Linked DNA regions of Scylla paramamosain: region 1 is linked to region 2. The links are chromatin contacts, called in public Hi-C maps. All regions are on one chromosome and are shown on one strand. Each heading gives the region's core, a stretch centred on a gene start, on an enhancer-like site or on the middle of the called end of the contact. The rest is flanking DNA. Distances are from core to core; before and after follow the strand shown.

Region 1 (2,870 bases), core at 332-2,831, 290 kb before region 2:
AAACACTTCTAAATGATTTTTTTTTTTTTCATGTGAGAGATCAACGTTCAACAATACCTAGGTTGCACAGCTGCATGGCGGGCAGGCAATGCTGTGGCGGTGTGTGGCGTCATCCTCATGACTGGAAGTACTACAAAGACATCACGGCATCAAAGGGTTATAATGCACAGGAACATGTCGGTATTGCCGGTTGTCATGCACCGGTATCTGACGTACAGTGAAAATGACATATACAACATAACTTGAATGTCACGAGTAGCAGAGGCAGGAATGAGTGGCTGCTTGATTTATACAGACATTTACCGGCAGTTATCTCATCTGTAACTTTCTGAATCACACTGACATTAAAAGATAACGCAGGGATATGCAAAGGAAACATTCAAATTAATTCCTAGAAAATAAACTTTTACATATACTGCGAAACTTCGGCAATCTAAGTACATGTCTAATGAAATCTACATATAGCACGGCCTGGGCCGCCTCTCTTCATGACAGCGCGATAGGCCTGTCAATAGGACGCTCTCCAGTCCACCCAGTAACTAAGACGACTGCCAGTTAGCTATTTCATGTCAGCCTTCAGCCACCCCTCCAAGCCTCAACACGGATCTCTGCAGCAACATCAGTGAGCCTCCCCGCCTCTCCCCCTCACATGACACCGGCATTTGCATACGGCAGGTCAGGACTTCTCGCGAACATTCGAGAACAGCGGCAGCAGCCAAATTCGGCAATGACAAGAAGAACATGGCCTCGATGGTGACAGCGGTGCCACATCTCATTTCTGCACGCCTCGCCTCTGGGGGCTCACTCATACATGCACACACTGACATCGATTATTACTACATTTCTAACATACTTTCAAACTCATCCTGCCATTTACACACCACACAGCCGTCGCAAATAAAAATATCGATAAGGTCACCAGGGTTGAGAGAAGCGGCACCACCGCCCCACCAGACCCCGGAGGTTCTTTGTTTACTAACAGACAGACGCACTAACACACCTCCCTCCCCGCTGCCTGCCCAGCCCTTTAAATCAACATTTCACACATCCACACAACATGCCAGCCTGACACAAGCCGACACACATACAAACATGTTAGGAATGTTCATCCGACAACCAACAAGACGCCCCAGCCAACTCGACGGCGGCCTGACACCCTTTTTTACAGCTTTCGACTTTCACACACAGACAGACATACATACATACAATCTGAAATGAAACACAGGTGAGGAAACCACATACCTTGCACCATCTTGACGGTTTGTTGGGGGTATCAATGAGCGAAGAATAATATATCACAATCAGCGTGGGGGGAAGTGTAATGGAAAAATCACAGATTCTTGAGTTAGCACTTATGCTTGACTAGACCCTCCTTCAAACCGCCTTCGGGGCCTCTTGCACTACCACGATGTCGAACACTTGCCGGCGCCGCACACTCCTGCACGATGTAGTACCAGCCGTGTGTTACCAGCTTTGGGAAGCTAGAAAAAGGTAGGAAAAGATCCCGTGGTGCGCGTACACTCCTATCTATCCATTTCTTTCTCTCTCTGTTGGCGAACTGCGCCTGACCTCCGGCGCCGCGGTATTATATAGAACGCCGCCGCATGCCATACACTACCAGACGCACATTTTTCTCATTAAATTCAAAGAGATGCCAACAATTCCTAGTCTATTTGGGATTACAGTAACCTACAGTACATAATTCATGATGAAGGTAGCTCAAAGTTACCTTGCATAATGTGATAGAGGAAGGTTTTCGCCCTATAAGTGGCCGGGCAAAGCAGGACGCGGCGCCGTGGCACGTACACACACCTCTGCCAATATTAGAACCTCTTAATATTTTGTTATTACATCAGCCAACTTGGATGCTTCTCGTTTCTCCAGACGGATCGCTTACTGACCGTCTGCCACATCAGTGATAATAAAATGTAGTGTTTATAAGTAAAATGAGGCTTGGAAAACCTGTCAGTGATCTGCAACAACACGGCGTTGCTTCAGACATGACCATAGGAGAATGTACAAATCCTGTGTCACACCCAAATTGATTCTTATGCCACACAAATGGGCATCACTTACTCAAACATATACGTGAAAATCACACTTCTCAATAGACTGGATGCAATTTTAAACAATCGCGAAAATAACACACCGATCAATTTGCAGGGGGTGACTCCACGCTGGCAGTTGTTGTGGCGTGATGAATGCTGCCAACACAATCCGCGCGGCACACTATTTATAAAGACACCCTGCTTCTCAAAACCAACTCGTCATTGGTTAACACAACAAGTAACTGTTAACTAAAGACAGTTTATAACTGCTAACAATAAAGTGCACCCTGGGCCAATCTATCGTATGAATAATCAGAGAACGCTGTGGTTGGTAATCCGTAGTTGCGTAGAAAACTAGAGGGATGGGCGTGGGGGAGGCGCGCCGGTCTCTCCAGTCTCTCGGAGGAGGTTGTCCGGAGTCATTGTATCATGCCTCTGTCCTCCAACCAGTCTCTAACACACCGGCGCGCTCTCGTCAACTTAGAACTGAGAGACACTGGTCGCAGAGGATAAGACAGGCAGAAACACGAACAGAGCAAGAAGGAACAATACATGAAATCAGATAAATAGAAATAAAACAGAAAAATCTTTAATAACGAGATAAAGAGATTCTGCATCTAGTTGAAAAACATCCACACGGGAATATTGACTTAGTCTACAGACGGCATGGATACAGAAGACAGGCAAAGAGGAACATACACATGGGACAACAGACCTAAGATAGACCAGTTTAACCTAACATAACCTTAACAAGATACATTTTTGCGTATGATAAAATGAAAACACAAGGATATTAACTGTTTAAAGAACACACATGATTCA
Region 2 (2,937 bases), core at 286-2,785:
AGATAAATGAGTAGATAAACAAATACATACATACATAGATACATACATATACATACATACATACATACATACATACATATACATACATACATACAGACAGACAGACATACAGACAGACAGACTGAGACAAATAGACAAAAACAGATATATAAATAGATAGATAAGTAAATTGGTAGATAGGTAGACAGATAGATAAATACACATAGAACAGATAGATGAACAGATATAGATAAACATGGATAGACAGACAGACAGACAGACAGACAGACAGATAAATATATAGATAGATATACAAATAGATAGATAGATAGATAGATAGATAGATAGATAAATGGATGGATGGATGGATGGATAGATAGATGGATAGATGGTGTATGAATAGACTTTAATAATAGGGATAGCAACAGCAATAACAACAACAACAACAACAACAACAACAACAACAACAACAACAACAACAACAACAGAAACAAACAAACAAACATAATAATAATAATAAGAAGAAGAAGAAAAATGGAAGCAAGCAGACATATAGGTAATAAAGATGACAAAAGATAAGGAGCAACAAATACCAGAGAATAAATAAAGCAAAGAATAAGAACACAAAGAAAGCAAATATGAAAGGAAAAAAAAACAAAGTAATAATAATGCAACAAATACGATAGAAAAAGTAATAAGAAAAATAAACAAATAGAGGAAACAAAACCAAAACCGAGAAAATGAGAATGTCAAAACCAAACAAACACAAAAAGATAAAAACAAACAGTTATATACAAAGAAATTAACGTAATAAAGAAAATAAAAGGAAAAAAAAAGAAGGGAAGAAAAAAAAGGAAGACAAAAACTGACCTTCATTTAATGACTCCAGATAAGAGAACACATACATTCTTAACGACTCCTCCTCCTCCTCCTCCTCCTCCTCCTCCTCCTCCTCCTCCTCTTCCTCCTCCTCCTCTTCCTCCTCCTCCTCCTCCTCCTCCTCCTGCTCCTCCACTTCTCATTCCTCATCTTCTCCTCCTCTTCCTCCTTCTTCACTGTCTATTCCCCCTCGAACTCCTTACACTCTTCTCATCTTCCTCTTCCTTTTCTTCTTCTTCCCTTCCTCCTCCTCCTCCTCCTCCTTCTTCTTCACTGCTTATTCCTCCTCGAACTTCTTACACTCTTCTCTTCCTCCTCCTCTTCTTTTTATTCTTCTTCTTCTTCACTTCTTCCTTAGCTTCTTCTTCCTCCTCCTCCTTCTCCTTCTCCTCCCCCGTCTCTTCCTCCTCTTATCTTTCTTTAAATGTGATTATAAATATACAAACACACACACGGACAGCGCCCTCCCTTAGTAACGACACACACACACACACACACACACACACGAGCCAGCAGGAATGACGCAGCTCATTTCGAGACACGTGACTCACTCAAGTGGTTCGAAGCTTCTCTCGTTCACGCGTCTAATGAACGAGAGAATGAATCGGCTTCGCTCCATCGCCTCGAAACATTGAAGTAATTGAAGGGAGATTAAGAGTAACGGGATATGTGTATGGGAGGGAAGGGGGAAGGGGAGGGGGAGAGAAGTGGGGAGTTTTGTGCAGTAAGAATTGAAGGTAAATGAAATGTGACTGTGTTGGGAGTGATGGGGAAAAGTGAAGGTTGGGATGTTCGCTGTACTACATTTGGGATTGAAGTTTGAATTAATGTAGATGTGATTGACTCTCAGGACATTTTGACTGTAATGCTTAGAGATGTGTAGTTGTAGTGGTGGTAGTAGTAGTAGTAGTAATAGTAGTAGTAGTAGTAGTAGTAGCAAGGCAAACGCTACATAAATATTACAACTTGATACAAAATTACACTATAAACTTATTTACCTTGCTGTGTGTGTGTGTGTGTGTGTGTGTGTGTGTGTGTGTGTGTGTGTGTGTGTGTGTGTGTGTGTGTGTGTGTGTGTGTAGGTAAACATCCGGCTGGCAAACATCGATTTATGTTCATGCATACGCACATACATTCATACATACATACATACATAAGTAGTGGGATATAAATCAATGCAAACGAACAGACAGACAAACTGACAGACAAAAGTCGAATAGAAATTAAACAGACACAAGAATACAAGACAAGAAAAACAAAACAAAAAATATAGACAAAAAAAAAGTAACACTAAAAAGGAACAAGAGGAAGAGAAGAAAGGAAAGAGAAAGGAAAGAGCAAAGTCAAACATGAAAGAAGGGAAAATAACCAAAGCAGGCAGAAAAAGGAAATAGGAAAAAAGACTGAAAGAAACAGGAAAAGAGAAAAAAGAAAAGAGAAAGAAAGAAAACGAAGGGAGGGATAAAAAAAAATGGGAACAAGTGACGGGGGAAAGAGACTATAGGAAAGAAGGAAAGAAGGAAAGAAGAAAGAAATTAAAGAGTGAAAAAGAACGAAGAATGAAGATGGATACAAAGCACACGTGGCCCAAACACACACACACACACACACACACACACACACACACACACACACACACACACACACACACACACACACACACACACACAACACAAACACACCCCTGGCACGTTACTGGACTAAAAAAAGAGGGTAAAGAGAATGGTTAAGGGAGGCAAAGGATACGAAGGTGCAATGAGAACAAGTAGAAGACTAAGAGAGGGAGAAGAAAGAGTGCAATGGGAGCAAGAATTTCAAGGGAGCTTAGAAATTTAGAGTTCAAGGTGAGGGAGGAAGTGGAAAGGAACACCCCAAATACAAACCACAAACACCCCACAAAAATACACTAAAAACACCAAAAAAAAAGGAAAAAAAAGGAAAACCAGAAAAAAAGACACCCAGAAAACATTAAAAAACACACAAACAATCTATTTTCCTCATACAAACACCACAAACACCATCCAAACACCGCCAAGCTCTCCCAAACACCCCAAAAAAAAAACACTCCCCCCCAAAAAA

The links. A called contact is a pair of places that touch in the nucleus more often than the background predicts.
Region 1: a Hi-C map of muscle shows a contact between it and region 2, with 9 times the contacts expected there. The contact joins the promoter of LOC135105112 here to the enhancer-like site in region 2. A contact is called at or near these places in 2 of 2 Hi-C or Micro-C datasets (muscle and testis).

What each region holds. Positions count from the first base shown.
Region 1 is chr11:26,044,382-26,047,251 of ASM3559412v1, reverse strand. It overlaps LOC135105112 (MAP kinase-interacting serine/threonine-protein kinase 1-like), which reads right to left and starts at 1,581. Exons shown (of 12, transcript XR_010270707.1): 1 at 1,243-1,581; 2 at 58-130.
Region 2 is chr11:25,755,234-25,758,170 of ASM3559412v1, reverse strand. No RefSeq gene overlaps it. Among protein-coding and RNA genes, the nearest start is that of Trnar-acg, 22 kb to the right of the region's middle. Within about 2 kb of position 1,535, the one cell type or tissue checked has an H3K27ac peak away from gene starts, as active enhancers do.